3 separate regions of the Mus musculus genome follow, and all the other regions are linked to region 2. A link is a contact called in public promoter capture Hi-C data. All regions are on one chromosome and are shown on one strand. Each heading gives the region's core, a stretch centred on a gene start, on an enhancer-like site or on the middle of the called end of the contact. The rest is flanking DNA. Distances are from core to core; before and after follow the strand shown.

Region 1 (2,787 bases), core at 24-2,523, 2.6 Mb before region 2:
TGGGGGGGGGGGATCCTTACTCTCCTGCTGTAACCACATGAGTGCTTATCTGGGTTCATTTATTTATTACAGAACTGCAGATACACCATAACACGGTTTGAATCTGAACCATGTTCCACAGACTCCTGTTCTCAACACTTGATCCTCGCGCTCTCTGCTTTTGCGCGGCTGCAAGCCAGTCTAGAAACCCCTCTCAGCCTCCAAACCCGCACTCCTGAAGCTTCCCAGACTCCCTTGGACCTATTGGCAGTTCTTTAATGTTTACACCAGGCTGCAGAAATCCAATTGCAGCAACTGTGCTTTGCCCTGATAGGCAGGTTGCTTATTATCTATTTTCTCAGCAGAGTCTTAAGTTTTCGATAGGCAGACATTGCCATCCTCTTTTTTACTCCAGGATTACCATATACACGTGACTTCTAAGTACGTGAAATTCCCGTTTGCTCGGTGGAGGACGCCAAGGAGTTCTCTGCCTCTTTGCAGGCAAAACAGGACGCCAGATGGGAGCAGCCTTACATTTAGACACAAATTAGCAAATCCTGACTGGCAACAAGTTGAAACCAGCTGGACAAGTCCAGAGAAGCAATCAGATGTGGGAGGAGGGCCCTGCTGAGATTCAAGACAAGCGCCTCCCTTCTCCGGTTCTAGGAAGTTTCCCTGCTTCGCGTGGTCTGCACTGCGGGCCTAAGAAGAGTGGGCTGCTGAGGGAGGGAGGAAGGCGCGCCCTGCAGGCCAGGAAGGGCCATCTGCATCACGTGATGGCACCACTGCGCTCCGTGGGACCCCACAGGCGCCGTTTACTCTACTTACCCTTACATCTGTCACCGGGCGGGACCTGTGGCCCAGCCTTTGGAGTTAGTCACCCAACGGTCCTGAGTGGCACCTCCCGCCCCCGTGGGTGTCAGGGAGGAGGGAAGGGACGCCGATGGGAGGGGAGAGAAGACGACACCCGCAGTGGGGAGATGGCCACGTGTGGGGACAGGGACGCGCGGGGACGGCAACGGGCGCTGACCTGGCGGCGAGCTAGTGAAGTTCCGGCCGTCCGAGTCCACCGACTGCAGGAAGAAGTAGCGCACGGGCAGGACGGCGGCGGCCTGCAACCCAGGGCCCCACGCCAGGCTCCGCGGTGCGCTCACGCGCGCCCCGGCCCCCGCCGCCACCAGCAGGGCGAGCTGCAGCCCCAGCGGCAGGGCCTGCATGGTCGCCGGCTCTCAGCTCCGCTGGCCAGGGAGGAGCTGGAGCGCCGGGCCGAGGGGACACCCGAGGGCGGGCCTCTGGCTAGAGCCGCCCCGGGCGGGCCGGGCGCGCGCCCGGACCCCGACTGGCTCGTGTACCGCGCCCAGGCCTTACGCTCCTAGTCATCCCTACACTAGTTGCCTGAGTTTGCCAGTCTGGAGAAAGGCAGGGTGTGCTTGTTTTAAAATTGTTACCTCTTTTCTTTTTCTTCTTCTTGTTCTTCCTTTTCTTGTTCTTCCTTCTTTTCTTCTTCTTCTTCTTCTTCTTCTTCTTCTTCTTCTTCTTCTTCTTCTTCTTCTTCTCCTTCTCCTTCTCCTTCTCCTTCTCCTTCTCCTTCTCCTTCTCCTTCTCCTTCTCCTTCTCCTTCTCCTTCTCCTTCTCCTTCTCCTTCTCCTTCTCCTTCTCCTTCTCCTTCTCCTTCTCCTTCTCCTCCTCCTCCTCCTCCTCCTCCTCCTCCTCCTCCTCCTCCCCCTTTTCTTCTTCTATATTTTATTGTTTCTCCTTTTGAGAAGGAAGTCTCCCTCTGTATCTCAGGCTGGTTTTGAACTGATGACAATCCTTCCACCCCAGCCTCCTCCAGTAGAGGGAAATTAAAGGTGTGTAAGCCAAGCCACCTTGCCTTGTGGAGAAAACTGGTTGAGTTGGGGTTTTCCCTATGTATCTCCTACTGCCTTGGAACTCTCTATATATGTATATAGACTGGCTGATCTTTAACTCACTGTCATCCACCTGCCTCTGTGTCCCAGGTATTGGGATCAAAGGTGTGCACTACACCCAGACAGAAAAGGGTTGGAAACATGGCTTATTATAAATGCACATCAGGGTTTGGTTTCCAGTGCCACAGTGGAACAAGAGGAATAGCTTCCCTGTGAGGAATTCCCCTAGTCTTTGTTCACACACCGGCCCACCTGTTCCGTATATTTGTGATTGGCAGCCTACTACCCTGAAGTCCCTTATCTTTCGGTGTTTCCTGTGTAGGGCACTTGGGCAGCAGAAGGCAGGGTCTGGGCAAGCGTCTCAGTAGAGTTGGGCACCTATCCTTCCCTGCCCACTATGCCCTGGGCACCCCACTCCTGAGCATCAAGAGCCGGGAAGAACAGCCCCACAGCCCCCGTTTGTTCACTCTTGCTAATTATTTTTTCTTTTTATCTGAGTTTTAGGAACTAATTATTCTTCCCAGGATGAGAAATCTGGAAGAATTCATCCTGCAGAATGGGCAGAGATCTTCCTGGTAGATCTCAACCCAGAGCTTATCAGAACCAGGCCCCAGGCTTTAATTGGGCTCCTGAGCATTTTGAGCTCCGGCCCAGGTCACCAACCCAATTACCAATCATAGGCGAGTATAGAGGCCAGCAGGAAGAAATCGGCAGATGCCCATATGCACTCTACAGCGCTGGGGTCTCAGGTTAGCCCCTGGACGTTATAGACAGCGCTCTTTAGACGCATCATTAGGAACTGGGAATAAGTCACTTGTAAATTGCAGGGCAGCAGTGTAGTGTAACTTAGTGTGATTTCCAATGGCTTGTTTCCTGGGGTCGTTTGCATGCTTTGATG
Region 2 (2,812 bases), core at 245-2,744:
CTTTTTTGTCTTTTCTGTGCAGTTTCTGGCCCTCTAAAAATCTGGGTAAGATCCTTTAAGCTGCCAAAGAGGTTGGATGGAAGTGAAGCAAATTATGAAGGGCTTTGAGAGTTCTATCCTGTAAGTGATAGGAAATTATTACTGGCTTTTGAGACAGGGACGCAGGTTACAGGATGAAAGGAATGTAGTTAATAGTAGGATACGGAATGGCCTGCAGGATTGGAACATGAGATAGTAGAATACAATGCTTAGCCATCTGATCACTGAGAACAATAGTAGTAACAATGGTTAAGACTTACTGAGGGCGTCCCATGCGTCTGGCCTGTTCAGAAGCTTTGTACACACATACCTCATTCAGTTATCACAGCCCTATGAAGTGGCCACTCTCAGGCCCGTTTTTCCCAAGATGAGGAGGAATTCAGAATCCAGTGTACTCCATGGAGTTCAGGGCTGACTATGAATATTCCAGGACAATACTCAAAATGCCAAGAAAATATTGAAGATCGGAATTGCAGGTTTCAAAGATTTTCTTAGAGACATATTCTCCCTTCTCTCTTTCCTTTCTTTCTCTCTTGTTTGTTTCTGTTTATTTAAGACAGGGTACCTCTATGAATTCTATGAATTCCTGGCTGTCCTGAAACTTGCTCCTGTAGCCCAGGCTGGCCTCAAACTCTCAGAGATCCTCATCCTCCTGCCTCCCGAGTGCCAGGAGGTATACACCATACTCAACCTGGTAACATATTGTCTCAGGGGAATTCATTCAGCTGCCTCATAGTTTCTGGCCAGGGAAGAGTGAATCCAATTTTGGGTCATTGGAAGCAGAAGCTACAAGCAGGGGTAAGTAGAGATTTCATGGTCCTGGACTGGGGAGAGAACATTGAGTGCTCCGTGCCAATCAGTTAGCCATCTGGTTTATACCAGAAAGAGGATTAAGTAATACATTCAGTACTTATGCCTTGGTGTGCTGGAAATCTAGATGGTAAATGGTTAGGAGATATGCGCACATTATTAATTCTAGTCGTGGGAATATGAGAGCATTCCATTTTCCTACATTTCAGGTTCCAAAAGCCTCTAGGATTCAAACCCAAATTGAGGACATCAGAAACTAGTACCAATTACCTTGACAGTGAAACTCAAACCTGAGTGTGGTAGGGCAAACGTAGTGGCCGAGCTTTGACTCCCTTATGGAGGGTCTATTTCAAAGGCCGTGCGATACAGAGAGACACATTTCCTATGGAAACTCAGAGCCCTTTTGTATCTCAGGTTTCTTTATAAATCGAAGCTTGCAGCTTCATCAAAAGGAGTTTCAAATCCCTAAGGTGAGATAACTCTCACCTGGAGCCCGTGTGTCTTCCTGCCCTTTGGCTGCGAACAGTCACTTGGGAATCATTCCACCAGGTGGCTTCCAAGGTCCAACCTACTCGGTTGAAATCTGATCCTGACAGACTTCCTGGGAGCCGTTGCCGTTCGCTCAGCCGGGAACCAGGAAATGCGCAAACCTCTTTATGTCTGAAAACCAGCTGGGCTCCCTGGGAGACACAACCGCCATGGGAAACCGGCTCTGCTGTGGGGGAACCTGGTGAGTAGGGCCGAAAGGTGGAGGGGACCGCCTCCGGTGGTGGATATGAAACCCTGAGAATCAGACAGCCTGGAGACCGTCCGTGCCTTCCTCCACCTGCCACGTCCTAGGTGGAGCAGAGAGCGGTGCCTTAGGACGCTTGGAAAACACAGCAAGCTGGAGAGTGGCCAGAGGTTGGCTGCACCGGTGGGCCAGCCTGGTTTCTCTCTTCTCTCCTTTCCTTCCTTCCGATGCTCTCTCCTTTTTTATTCTTCCGCAGATCATAATAACGGGAGCATTGGAGTGCTCTCTATGTGCAGTCACTTTCTAATCTGGGTTAATTGTCCCAGGTCTTCTGTGAGTGAGTGGTCTTACCGTTGTTCCCATCTTGGCCGGTTAAGGAGCGGAGGCTCAGAGAAGGTAGTGTCAGTCACATGGCTAGTAGCTTAGCAGGTAAAACAAGATTCCAAGCGCGGAGGCTAGACTTCAGGGCCCATACTTTCCTCACTAGGTAATCAGAGATGTGACCATGGATTGAGCAACTGAATTTGGACAAATGTTTGTTTGAAACTGCAGAAGTGGGAAGGAAGAGAATCCACTGGAACTGTGAATATAACTTTCATGCTATTTGCTGTGTGGCCTCATGCAGTCCAGTCAATTCACTGGGTCCTCGATTTTTTTAAAAATATACAGTCCCTATTATTTGTATCATAGGTTGGTTTTAGAGATCGAAAGCTAGTAAGAACAAAAAATACAAAATAAAAACAACAGCAACAACAACAAAAAACCCCACCAAATAATAGATTATTTGTGGTTTTTGTAACTTTCCCCCCAGGGTGTTCACCACCACTACAAACTCCCAAATATGGCTTCATCCTGTCAGCTGCCTCTTAGCTATATGATCCATGTCTGGGTCAGAGTTCAAAGAATACTTATTTACAGGTAAACATCACATGTAGAGAGAAAAGTGAGATACATTGGAAAGCACCTAAAATTTGAAAACAATACTAGACTCCAGTCCTGTGCCTGCTAGTTTATTAATCTAGTTGGTTATTAAACAAATATCAACTGAGCATGTGCTGGGTACCAGGAAGTGACAGATACAGAAGTCAGCAATAAAAGGAAACTTGGATAAACATGGTAGTGAATGCCTTTGATCCCAGCTATTGAAAGGCAGAGGCAGGCCATTTCAGGATAGCCAAGGTTACATAGAGAGACCCTGTCTCAAAAAACTAAAAATAGACAAATAAATAA
Region 3 (3,106 bases), core at 252-2,751, 2.6 Mb before region 2:
GTGAGCCCACCTCTCTCTCTCTCTCTATTTCCTAATGTTGCCATGCTGTCCCCTCATGTATAATGTCGCCCTTCTCTTTACAGACAAGGAACATCCTACTCTGAGCACTACAGTTTGGGAGTGTGGGGATTGTGTATGCTTTGAAGCTGGCCCTAAGTAGATCTATGTCCTTCTCTGAATGGGGTGACACCCCGTGTGGCCGACGTGCATATGTGTGGGCACTCACGGGTGAGTGTGAACACACTGCTTTCAGAGTGAATGATTGACTTTTTACTGACTGATTGGAAGGGACGGAGCCTGTGTGATGAGATCTCCATTCTCAAACTTTAAACACCATTGCCCCCGCCCTTCCTAGAGAGCCACATAGGAGAAAAAATGAAGAGGGAGCTTTGGGCTCAGTGTCTTCTGTCTCTGCAAAGACTAAGGAGGGTTCCATAATTGGAAGTTTGTCCTTGGAGGCGTTTCTTTTGGGGTGAGGAAGAGGAGGGCGGAGGTGGGAGGGACTGATTGGAATTGGGAACCTGAATGACTTCACCAAGCCAGCTCTCTAAACTCCAGCTTATGCCTACATTGCAGCCTGTGTGCTATCTTGGATTTCCTCCCACACTTCACTGCAGAAGACTTGAATAGGTCTGTGGGTTCGTACTCCAGCAGGGAAAAAAATAATAAGTTAATTTATGCTCCCAAGAATCATTTCTGGACGTAATTTGCTAGTTTCTTATCCCGTCCTCACCTACAACATTGTATTTATTAATAAGGCCATTGGTTGGATCCCGTAGAAACTCCTTCTTACAGCACCACACCACAGCCAACCCCACGTGTCTAAGTCCCATTCACCCACACAGGACCCTCTGGCAAGTTCCTGGATCTCCCTCCTGTTCTGGGCCTCTAGCTTGGAGGGAACAGCTGCCAGGATCCAGTTCTAGGGAGTGCCGTACAATAACTCACGTGCCCTAAAACGGTCCGACCTTATCCCTAGTAGCCTATGACGCACCTGAGCCTCTACTATGCCTGAACCCCTCCCAGCTGAGGTTAGCCCAGGTGTCCTGAACAGGCGGGGACCCACGCACCGAGAAATGCAAAGAACGAGCGACTTTCTCCCTCCTCCCTGCGGAGTCCTGGACTCCCAGCCAAGTCGCTGGGGATGGAGAGCCTGGAGAGAGCACCCGGGAGGCATCTGGAGACCCACTGAAACAACGTCTTCGTTCCCTCTTGCCACTCCAAGCAGCACCTGCATAGGGTCCCAGCAGGTGTCCCTGGGTTCCCTCGGAAACCAACAGGATGCAGGCCCAGCCCAAGAGGAGGAGTTCGCTTCGTACCTGATCCTGTCCTTCTCTGCCCTCCGGAGTTCCTCATTTCTTTCCAGTACCTGGAGGATCTTCCTGGCTTCTTCCTCGTTTAGGAAGCTGAAATCAAACCCCTGAGGAACTTTCGTCATTTTCTCTCCCGTGTGCGAGTTATGTGTACTTAAGCTCCTTGGCGCCTCCTGTTACAAAGCCATTTTTCAAGATAATGAAGACTAGTTTTCCCGAACTTGATCCCATAGCCCATAATAGCTCCGCGCCTTTGAAAAGCTAAAACCACAAACCTCGGGACCAGCCCACACATACAGGGCTCCTTTTGACAACACCTTAATGACATGTTTCTCTCAACCTGTCCAACCGAGATGCAAAGTGAGTGACTAAATGGAGAAAAGGAACCAATCGCATTTGGGGGGCGGGGCGGACTTTGCAGCGTCTCTTCCCACCCCCCACCCCCTTCCCACCCTCTATGTGACTTGTTAAGCAAACAAGCCTACATAATTCTGTCTCTAAGGAAGGCTTGCCCTTGAGTGTTAGCCCCTAAGTATTTGCTTGGCTGTTGCTATTTGCTGGAAGAATTTGAGCTTGTCTAGAAGAAAGACGAAGAAGGAAAAAGATTCACGACTAATCCTGTCTTTCAATGATTGAGAACAGGAGAACTGGTAGGAGCTTGCTAGAGTTAGTAGAAGTGTTATCTTATTTAAAAGACCGGGGAAGCCTAAACTCACTTTATCTCAGGCTTTGGCTCAGAGGGACTCACAGAAGGACTGGCATTAGGCTACCTTTGGAAATTGAATTATTTGCCAAACTTGCCATCACCCCACACACACACACAGTCCCATTGTCTCATAGAAAGTCATTCTCAGACTTTGAAAAGCCCCACTGACAGTATTTTAGAAAGCGAATCACAATCCCGTGCAACCACAGAAAGTGCTTTTCCTAGAAAGCCAATTATTCCATGACATAGTGAAGTCAGGTATTTCCAAGGATGTGCATACATGTGCTTTGTTTTTTTTTGTTTTTTTTTTTTTTAAGATAAATGTCTTTCCAGAAAACTTGTTTCTCTACATAAAAACAATTTGTCCGGTGGACATACATTCCCCCAATACCCTTAATTTAGTCCTTTCTGCTGTGATTTTGATGGTCACTAATATCTACAAGGTATGTCCACAAATACCATCTTTTCATGATAAATAAACCAAACTGGGTTTCACTCCTCTAAAGGAAAAACAGTCAAAACTATAAAGAATGGTTGCTTTTGCTGCTGGTCCCTTGTCTTATCTTTGGTATGTCTGAAGAAACAGCCTTTGAAACAACTTTTTTGTGGGCATCTATTAGCTGCAAGAAGTGGGGATCCACTCTATAACATACAACACAGAACTCCCTCATAGATTGTCTCTATGTTAATGATGGCAGTTTGGAAGTCTGTCATGTACACACTGTTCAGGTATTCTTGCATGTTCCTTTACTAGGTATATGGACTGACCTTCTAATGTCGGTAGTGGTGAGGTTTTGTCCTGTTCTTATCAGTGAGCTGACTGAAACTAACCTATTCTGGAACCTGTTCCATGAAGCTATTGTATACACACCAAACAACACAGTCCTTTCCTCATAATTCAGTAAGGGACTTAGCATGGGTAGAGATGTAATTATTTAATAAAACAAATTCCTTGGGCTTGAAAGCTGCTTTGGAAGTTAAAAGCTCTTGCTATTCTTGCAGAGCCCCTGGCTCTAGTTCCCAGTACCCATGTAGGGCAGCTCATAACCAACTGTAATCCCAGCTTCAGGGGGATGTGATGCCTCTC

The links. Promoter capture Hi-C pulls out the DNA fragments that hold promoters and counts their contacts.
Region 1: a promoter capture Hi-C map of liver shows a contact between it and region 2, with 5 times the contacts expected there. The contact joins the promoter of Poglut3 here to the promoter of 2310030G06Rik in region 2. A contact is called at or near these places in 4 of 39 promoter capture datasets (cranial neural crest, hippocampal neurons, liver and 1 more) and 1 of 115 datasets of contacts at active chromatin or transcription factors (embryonic stem cells).
Region 3: a promoter capture Hi-C map of liver shows a contact between it and region 2, with 2.2 times the contacts expected there. The contact joins the promoter of Exph5 here to the promoter of 2310030G06Rik in region 2.

The regions. Positions count from the first base shown.
Region 1 is chr9:53,382,509-53,385,295 of GRCm38.p6, reverse strand. It overlaps Poglut3 (protein O-glucosyltransferase 3), which reads right to left and starts at 1,273. Exons shown (of 8, transcript NM_212445.2): 1 at 1,010-1,273. The coding sequence starts at 1,196.
Region 2 is chr9:50,745,209-50,748,020 of GRCm38.p6, reverse strand. It overlaps 2310030G06Rik (RIKEN cDNA 2310030G06 gene), which reads left to right and starts at 1,494. Exons shown (of 4, transcript NM_025865.3): 1 at 1,494-1,579. The coding sequence starts at 1,548. It also overlaps a transcript of Cryab not described here.
Region 3 is chr9:53,300,065-53,303,170 of GRCm38.p6, reverse strand. Exph5 (exophilin 5) reads right to left here and starts at 1,501. Exons shown (of 6, transcript NM_176846.3): 1 at 1,320-1,501. The coding sequence starts at 1,438.